2 separate regions of the Hordeum vulgare genome follow, and region 1 is linked to region 2. Evidence: chromatin contacts called from public Hi-C data. All regions are on one chromosome and are shown on one strand. Each heading gives the region's core, a stretch centred on a gene start, on an enhancer-like site or on the middle of the called end of the contact. The rest is flanking DNA. Distances are from core to core; before and after follow the strand shown.

Region 1 (4,907 bases), core at 97-2,596, 170 kb before region 2:
ACAAACACGATACGGGCCATTAATGGCGGTGCCCCCTCGGTTGATTGGATTGGATTGGATTCTAACCAGATGTGCCACTCGTATTAAATCCTTTCCTTGCAGGTTCTAGTTCTACACTTCTACCAGGCGCGTCCATTTTTACCGTGCCCTTTTACTAATCTTGCAGTACTAGTACGATCTCTTCCCACTAATCTTGTAGAGCAGTACTTCCGGAGTACTGCCAATGATTCAAAATACCACCGGAGGGAAGGAAAAGGAAGGAAGGAAGGAAGGAAGTCGTGGCCGTACTTCTTGTTCGACGCTGTCACGGGTAAAAATCTGTACTACCGTGTGCGGGGTGGCAATTCCGTTCATTCATTCACTGGATGGGATGGAACGGAAGTCTTGGGACGAAATCATATGGAGAAGACAAAACGCGAGCGACCGCAACACGGCGACTGGACTGATTGATTGAGCTGGCGAGAGCTATCGCCAAGCGCAGCAAACAGTTGGCGACGAACCGAGGACGCTGTGTGATTTCATCACTGGGACTGGAGGAGAGGACTACTACTAGTGGTATGGTTTCATTTCATAAGAGACAAGGAGACACGCGCCGGGAAGTCCGGGAGGCCGAGACGAGCGGCGCCAAGTAAACTGTAACGGAGAGAAAACCGGGCCAAAGCAGTGAAAATCCATCCATCCATCCATCCTTCCGGAGAGCTCGGCTTGAACCGAGGAGGAGCTTTTTTTTTTTTGAACGAACGAACGAACACTATTCGAGGGAGCTCCTGAAGAGAACCATCGCAGACGATGCAAGGCTCCGCAGGAACAACCCAGAAAAATCCACACGCCATTGCACGGCGAACGGCAAGAGCAATCGCACCATGGCGACGGCGAAAAATACAGGGAAACAGAGAGAGAGAGAGAGAGAGATGCAGTATGCAGGCATGGAGCAGAGAGGGGGAGCGGGGACTTACGGGAGGGGAGAGGGGCGGCTCAGGCAGGCCCTGCGCGGAATGCAGCGGATCCGGCGGGGTGGCGGGGGCGCCCCAATTCCGGCGGCGACTGGATCTGGCGGCGCGCCGCTCCGATCGGCGGCGAGGGGGAGTGTCGGTGGCGGTCGTCGGTCGCTTGCAGCGCACACTTGTTCCAATCAATCAGGCGGGGGCGCTTTAGCTGCTGGGCTGGATTGCGCTGGACGCCCTCCACCTCCACCTCCTTTTACCCCGGACCTCGCCGCCGCCCCCTTTTTGCTCCCCGCGCCTTTTGCCCCTCTGGAATCGCACCTCCTCCTCCTCCTCCTCCCCCAGGCAGCACGAGGCGACCTCGCCAGTCGCTGCTGCTCCTAGCTCGTAGCTGCTGCCGCCGCCTCGGCGTGCTCGGTGCTCCTGGTTCGGTAATGCAGCTCTGCTCGCGGCCCGCTCCTGGCTAGCTAGCAATGGAGCGTCGAGGCTGTGTGGGGGAGGGGAGGGGAGGGGAGGGGAGAGGAGACGGGGTGGGGAATGGAGGTGCGGGTGCTTTTTGTTATGGGGTGCCGCTGCTGCCGGTAGGTGGGCTAAAAAGCGGGGGCGACGGCAGGGGAGGGGGAGGAGGAGAGGGAGGAAAGTGGCGAGTGGGGAAAAGCGGGGAGAGTGATGTGCTGCGCTGTGCTGTGAGAGGGAGAGTCCAGGGGAGTGATGGCAGCAGAGAATTACACGTCAACTACTAATATCCTGCAATAAGGAAAAAGAAATCGTACGTCATGATCAGACTTGCTGCACTGCCTTTTTTTCCTCATCAAGCTCTGTCTATTTTGTTTGATGAAAAAAAATCGTTCTGTATGTCATGAGAAAAATCACGGTGGTCGCAAAAAAGGGGAAAGAAGAGGAAATAACACTATGAGAGAAAATTGTGGCAAAGCGCTTGACGCGGAGGGGCGAATATATGACGTCAAAACGTATTTTCTCGACTAACTTAAAGGCATGACCTATATCATTTTAGATATATAAGAAAATGTAGGTATTTGCATTATTTGTATTGACATCACATACATTTATGTCGTCGAATTGCTCGTTTCGACCACGATCATTTATTGGATATATACCTCTTCATGCAACCTTTTTATCCAGACCCTAAAAGCATCTTTAACAATCCGTATGTTCAATCGTTGGTATAAATGTCCACATCAACAACCAACAGCACATCATACAAGCTCTTCAATGGAGTGTATGTTAATCGTATGTAAAATAACTAAGCGAGTCCACTAAACATGAAAGAAATAACCATGCTTGCCTCGGAGATTGTGCGTGAACCGTTGCTTCAAGTTCATACGATTTCATTCTCTCTCTTTTTTTATTATGCGCCATGTCATCAAAATCATCTATGTGGCAATTTTACCAACGATGATCATACAACCATTGGAGATGCCCTAAGGCTGTCACATAGGTAAAAAATCTAATGTGACAAGCTAATTAATAGGAAAAAGACTAGTGTGGTGACCCAGAAAGAAATACTGCTAAGCGCGTGAACCTAGGTAAAACAATTAAATGATAGAAATGCACCAGTGCAAGCACAACTTTAGTTACAAAAATATTAAATAAAGAGGCTTAGCTACAATAAGCTAAACAAGTATGCATTGAAGACTTTAGTTGTTAAACTATTTAATATGATTAGCACCTCATTTTATCACCAATGCATTGAAAGTGGCTTAATATTGCTATTAGCTAAACACTCACATACAGTGGTAGGTCAACAATTATGTTGTCTTAACAAGGCGGAATAATCTTGTAATGTTGCGTGAAGTTTTGCTTGGGTACATCCTTTGAGAAGTTTACAGACTTTGATACAGGTTAAAGGTGAAGTTTAGAAGGCACTCCTTAAATAAAATATATTATATTATTCCAATTTCTTGTTTGATACATTGCGAGAATAAGGATTTGAATTAATTGATTGTGAATATACGGTAATACCCTTCTTAAGTAATTTTAAAATTCATGTAAACTTCTATGAGGGGTACGATGCAAAACTATGTTGGATGTCTCATAAATAGTATATTATTAGTGGAGAGCAAGAAGGTGTGTGTGAAAATCTAGTTTACAGAAATTATGATGACAACTTTGTATTTATGGATCCCCTTAGTTCGTGAACGTTCGCCGGGAGGGGTGGTATTTTTAATTGTGTGTGGGGTGACAGCAGAAATGTACTCCATCTGTCTCAAAATAAGTGACTCAACTTTGTACTAGCTTTAATACAAAGTTAGTACAAACTTAAGTCATTTATTTTGGGACGGAGGGAGTACTAAATTCACACTCTTCCAGCGAACGTTTGCTAGATAAGATTTCGGGTGTTTATAACAACAAAAGGAAGTTAAAGACTCGACGATTTCCTTTCTTTGAAATCCAAATGACCGGTGGATTATGGGCAGCCAATGGTTTCCATGGACTCTCCTTTTGATGGCTTCAGAGAGCAACGCCAGAGAAGGAGCACAGCGGCGTCCACACCACAACAATCAATGGAGAAATTATAAGCACATTTTTCATGCAAATAATGCGAACAAACCCGCCACCGAGAGTACAAGCCGCCTGATTCTTCCTCACCTCTTTAGCCTCTACTAATAACGCGGAAGAAGTACAGAAGTTAGCCGTATTATATAGATTCATTCAAGAGTCCCGAGAAGGGAGAAGATATACCAGCAGACCGCAGAATGCAGAGATAAACAATCAGTCAGCAGATAGCCGCTTGGAATCGATCGGCAGGTAGAACATTTAATAAGTTTATAATTAATCGTGACACTTGTCCCCGATCTGATTATTCCTATCCGCAAACAGCCCAACACAACATCTAATAAACTCGGCACTAATCAGGATTAAAGCTGGTTAGCGTCCAAGAACAGTGGTCAGTTGGAACATCACTGTTCACCGCTCGTACTAACCTCCAAACGGTTCAATTAAGCTGGCAAGGGCGCACCGGATGATGCATGCACGGAGCTCAAACCGAAAGATGTGGAAGACTGTTGTCTTATTCATGTCAGAGCGTTGTACTCCAAAGAATTGTGCTACTAGTGTTTCTCAGGAGCTAGTGACGCTGATGTCTGTGTGATGCCTTGCTTTTCCTTGGAGCAAATGCCTTTTGCCAACACCGATTGATGGAAGAAAATGATGCAATTCTGATCGCTAACAGCTCACCACCTAAATACCTATGGTATGGTAGTAAACGGAAAGTTGCCTAGAGCTTGTAGGTCGAAATTGATATGAAGAAAAAGGAGCTTTAAACATGGAATTACTTGGACGCATTTGATTGCTCGCTTTACCCTCAGTAAGTTCCGTGGAAAATAAATATATCTGTTTGATTGCCTGACCCACATTCAAATTTTGGCCCGCACAAATCATAAAGCAGTGCTTAGCAAGGCCCGCTAGAAACTGTTGAATCGGCAGTTTTCAGCGAGCCACACTGGAAGCGATGCATGGGAGGGAAATGGCGCGCTGCGCAACTACGGGCACATTGATGCGGGAGCGATGAGACGTCTTCGAAAAAGCGGCAGGATGAATTTGCGTCACTGCCCGCCGTTTCGCGGTCGCCCTATATTGCCGGGGAGACCGGCGCTTCAAAACCCCCATCACCATCCCTTTCCCCCCTTGAGCTTTCCCTGTGGTGCGGATCCACCTCGACGACGAGGTAAGCGGCGCAACTACTCCGGCGACCAGTTGACTACGACGGTGGATCCATTCCTTCGCTTCTCCTTCGTGCCACGCACCTCCGCGGCTCCTCCGATGGCGTGTGTAAGTTCAATCACCCCCTCCTCTCTACTACCACCTGTCTACTGGTTGTAGCTAGATCCGGCGATGTGGTTGTTGGAAATATGCCCTAGAGGCAATGATAAAATAGTTATTATTAAATTTCATGTTTCAAGATAATCGTTTATTATCCATGCTATAATTGTATTGAATGAA
Region 2 (4,903 bases), core at 1,012-3,511:
GGTTTATAAGGCTCAAATCTGAAATCTCATCAATCAAGGTGAATTGTGACTGGATGACACTAGTTTAAACTAGCCAATGAAATATTTCTCACATATTAATTTTCAAGGCAATAAATGTAGCATCCTTTTTTTTCATTGAACTTGCATGGTGGATGTAGAAAACGATGCATGCATAGCCACTCATCTTCTTTTTCTAAACTCTATGCTAAATATGATGTGAAACTCAAAGCACCTTAACTCACTTAGACTCAAAATGAGCCTACTATAATGAAAATCTAAAAAAATTTGAGATGAGCTCTGTAAACCGAAAAGGAGGGAATATTGCACGCTCGCCCGCCAATAAAAACAAAAAAAACTTCTGTTGCATGATGTGCAACTGGCCGCAGTTTTCAGCCCCAAATTTAGCTGAAACGCATTCCACTACAGGCTGTACGATCAAACTATGTTCACGCATTGTTAGTCACTATTTAGCTGCCTTTGGCCGTGTGGAGGATCGCACGGCTGTGTGGTTGTGTTCTGGCCCTGCGGATGTTTCTACAGTATGTTACTCCATGTAGGAACGATTTGGTAATTCCTTGAGCAATGAAATCCCCTTCACCCCGAAAGAAAAAAAACACTATGTTCCACATCTGCTGCTACGATCCAAACCAGTGCATTGACCCGGTCGCCAGCGCGCAGCCTACTGTAGCTTCGTCAGAGCGCCTACGTACCGGCCAAAACCAGTCCCCCACAGCGCACGCGGCGCGCAGCCCGACGTCCCGTTACGCTTGGAACCGTGTGCGTCCGCAAGTACTACACGAGCGGTAGCCGTAGGTTTGGCGCGTGCCGGCACTGCAGCCCGCGGGGCCGTCGAGAAGGGGTTGGTTTCTTGATCTCCGCGGTCGACACGACCCGTATCCAAGCCTCGAGCACCGCAGAGCAGTGCAGTGAGCCTGTAGCCGTAGGCCTTGGATGCTCTGGCTCTGGCTCTGGCGGCCTTTACAGTTCGCGCCCTGGACTCCGCGAGACAATTATGCTAGTAGTAGTTGTCAAAGTTTCGTCGGTTTGCTGGCTCCATGCGCGCGTGGCGTGGCTGTGATTCTGTGGTCGGAAAGACCACGCCGACGGCAGCGTTTAGCGAGTATCTAAACCTAGTTTGCAGGTCAGGCAAAGATGGTGCAGGAGGATCATCTCAATCATCGTGCCACCGATTTGGCTTGATTTCCTTGCGTTGCGCCTTTTCGCAGTCGGCATGTACAATTGTGTTATCTTAAGAGTGACACTTAGGATAAATGATGAGGTGCAGGAGAGAGAATTCGAAAAAAGGCTTTGTCTTCTTTTATTTAAGAGAAGACAAGAGGTGATCTCTTAGCATAATATGTCTCATCATGTTTTTAGGAATAACAAATTATAAAAGATAAGGTTAAGAAATGACCATCGTGAACTCTCTTTTTTATCATCTCTAAATTACATGTAAAATTTCAGATAAGACTACATGTCCTAACTAACGATTTGCTTACTCCTGGAACCGCAGTCCGCAGCTAACGGGGCACCGTCCAAGTGCTGGGATCCAACCAAGAATATGATTACTATCAAGGGCAGGCATGAATGGCTCGATCAGCAGCTCTACTCTAGTTGAGGAAACAAAGGTAGTCATACCTAACGGCGTGTGCTCGATTTTTTATTTATTTTCTGCCAGGTGCTGGTCTTCCATCCAGGCATGAAAACTTAAGGCACTGGCCAAAGATACAGATGTTGGACATGGGTGCTGGCACCTAATGGGTTCTCAACTCATCAACTGCCTTGGCATGTCCCCCGCAAGCTGTGTTCTCGATCGACACCTAGCCACATCCTTGCGGGAGTACTGGCCAAACAGTGGTTTATTACGGCTGTACTGTGTATGCCAACTTAACAAGTCTAGCAGAAGAGCAAACCAATCCGTGGTTGGATGGTTAGGAGGACTGTAGTATCCCCTATCCATCAGAGTTCAAGTCCCGGACTTAGCTCATAGGGGTATAGGGATGAGTGTATATTCGTGTATGTGATCGACTCCTCATAAGGATATAGGGGTGAGTGCACGCTCATGTATGTGACCGACTTTGATTGTAGTCTGCTAAAATAAAAAGTCTAACAGAAGCTCAAGACACGTATGCTGTGCGTGATGGAAGCACGCAGCTGGGTGCGGCAGGGCCGCCGAGAGACCTGTCCTTCACAAGCTGTTTGTACACTGAACGAGCGGGGTCGGGGATATAGTGCAGGAGTAATTTATTTGATTGAAGGAGAGGAGATGGACCGAGGAGAGTTGGACGGGGCCCGGTCCGGCCTCCTCTCTCGTGCGTGCGTGAGGACGAAGAAAACCACCGAAAAACAGGAGCGTCGTCCTTACATAAATTTCTGCGACCCCCGGACGCGTGTTTCCGCGACGTCTGATCTGCCAGATGGAAGAATCATTGGCGCATGCATGCATGCATGCAGGCCTGGACGAGTGCCACGAGGAGGACTTGGGCGTCCAGTCCAGCGTGAGCGTGTCGCTCCGACCGACAGTAGGCTCAATGGGCTCCATCCTCTTCTCCTTGGTGCCGTGAGAAGCAGATTTTCCAACATGAAGTTTTACAAGAACATGCACATGCCTATCGTTTTCCTGCGATTTCCTTTGATGTAATGAGCACTCCAGCTATCTCCAAAGCCGTGGCAAAAGAAGATCGCGTTTCGCCGTGTAAACCGAGCGAGCTTGTGCCGTTCGGTTCCTCTTTCAGTGGGTTGTTTAGTCATGTCAAAAGGTGCAGTTGACAGTTTGAGTTGAGCAGCTCATCCTTCTGGTCAAATACGTCACCGAACTCTTGATAGGGATACCTCGCACTGGCAGGTCGAAGCGTAATCTATTCAGTCGTTCCAGCACCGAACATAACAAAACCGTGTAGGTTCAGTTCGGACTTTGGGCCAAACGCCTTCGTAATGGTTGCACACTTGCACTGAAGACATGATTTTTGCGCCCAGCTTCAGATTTTTTGCAAGTGACTCGAAGAAGCTAGTAGCCCTTGCTCACGTGCGGACAATGGGGCCGTTCGTACGTGCAGGTGCAGGGGAGGGGAGGCATAGGTACGAGTGCAACAGTGTGGTGGCGAGTTCCGGCCGGACGTCGAGGTCCGATGTGAGGCGCCTGGATGGAGCGTGCGACAGCGATACGAACGCGGGACAATCATCGTCCTGACAGCAGCGTGCCGCCTCTTGTTCGTTGCGCCGTGCCTGCTGGCCCTTGGCCGGGTGGCGACTGGCGACGCCGCACGGCACCGGGAGCGCAGCTGCTGATGACCGACTGACTGGTATGGGAATAGGATCGATGGTCTGTTTGTGTTGTGTTGGTTGGGTACTATACGACCTCGCGGACGCGGAGGACGTGGAATAATTGACGCTCCTCCAGCTTCTCGTTGCGAGCTGAAACGCCCCTCGTCAAGTCGTCATGGTGCTGGCCTAGCCTACCCCAGAGGTCGCCATAGCCAGCGCTTCATCGTCTCTGCCATCTCATCTGCTCGCGACTTTCTAGTCCTAGCATGGCTTTCAGTCGTTCAGTTGTGAACTGGATTTGTACTCTACTCGTCTTCGTCTGAAGAAATAGCACACCGGCACACGCTACACGGTACTCCAGCTTTCCGTCCGGCAAGTGGCGGGAACAGCAAGGAGCAGGGATGGGCTGGTTTTACAATTCCCGTGCATGCATCGTCGGGCCACCCTGTACGTGATACCATGTCGGTTCTCCACCGGGCGTCGGCGTCGGTGATCCACGATTCGGTTGGGTCGGTCGAGCCTCCGCTTCCTCTCTAATTTCTCCGCCCTCCGTACGCGGTGCTGTCTCCTTCTGCAATTTACCGCGGACAGGCGGGCCCGGCAGCAGGTACCGTCGGCCTTATCAGCGGTGCGCGTGCGCCAACGCCCGGCCCGGGGCGCCGGGCTTGCAGCCGTTTGCCGGAGGTGATCCATCCGTCATGAAACCGGCTCATGCGAGAACGATTTTGGGTTAACAAAATGGCAGTAGCCCGAGTTGAATTTACTCCATCAAGCGAGCAGACTAAGCAGGCATTTGCACAGGTTGACTAGCAAGAACGTTAATGGTCAGATATCACAGGCAATCATTCGAGGCCTTCAAGTTTAATCAGTTATCATTGTTCTTGAACGGTGGCAGGACGGGAAATCCTCGGTTGGTGAATGGATCGCCGTCAAGCATCCAGATAAACCTACTTTAACGATAAAGCCTGCTGGAGTATTTCGTCCTTCCTGAATGCCCAACGAATGGCTCAAACTTGACAAAACCCAACCCTTTGGAGAATGGAGATTGGCACTCGCCAACCAATTATGCCTCGCATCATCCCAGTCCAGTCAGTTGACAGGTTCGTTCCAACTGATCAAAGCTTTTCTTAAAGACTTGGTTAGCACCAAAACAATTTACTCCATCCACGGCATAGCCCGTAAATAATTAGCTCTGACAGTGACACTGATGTGCGGTTGTTGAGCGACCGTGAGAGACGCGTCCTCTGTACCGTCTCAGCGCGCGGTGTTAACCGGAGGATACAACTCCTGGCTCGACGGCCGGCTCGTCGGCAGCTATAGTCTGCATTGCATTCTGTCCTCTCTCTTTAGATGGAACAAAGCGTAACTGTAGACCGTGCGGTTTGGATTCGAGGGTCATTCATCTGCACTGCACGGCTGAATGAACTGATTGAACAGGGCCATTCATCTGCACGGCTGCACTAGTGCTGATTGAACAGCGACGAGGGACAGGGCGCTGAATTTGATGCCTGCATGCCATTGTTTGCTCCGTGAGCCAGAAATTAACTGCGTGCGCAGAGGCTGCTGCGGTGCTGCCGCTAAGGTTGGTTGGTGATTGACAGGACAGCGACTCTCACCCACAAAAATCAATGCGCATCGT

What was found. Hi-C and Micro-C count contacts between places; a contact is called where the count stands out from the background.
Region 1: a contact with region 2 is called in a Hi-C map of seedling, with 5 times the contacts expected there. The contact joins the promoter of LOC123449161 here to the enhancer-like site in region 2. A contact is called at or near these places in 5 of 6 Hi-C or Micro-C datasets (leaf, seedling and an unstated tissue) and 1 of 1 datasets of contacts at active chromatin or transcription factors (embryo).

Annotation. Positions count from the first base shown.
Region 1 is chr4H:503,820,354-503,825,260 of MorexV3_pseudomolecules_assembly, reverse strand. LOC123449161 (filament-like plant protein 4) reads right to left here and starts at 1,346. Exons shown (of 6, transcript XM_045126266.1): 1 at 957-1,346.
Region 2 is chr4H:503,654,344-503,659,246 of MorexV3_pseudomolecules_assembly, reverse strand. No RefSeq gene overlaps it. Among protein-coding and RNA genes, the nearest start is that of LOC123451572, 74 kb to the right of the region's middle. Within about 2 kb of position 2,261, at least 3 of the 3 cell types and tissues checked have open chromatin away from gene starts, as enhancers often do. A contact at or near this core is called in leaf and seedling, where this site is marked.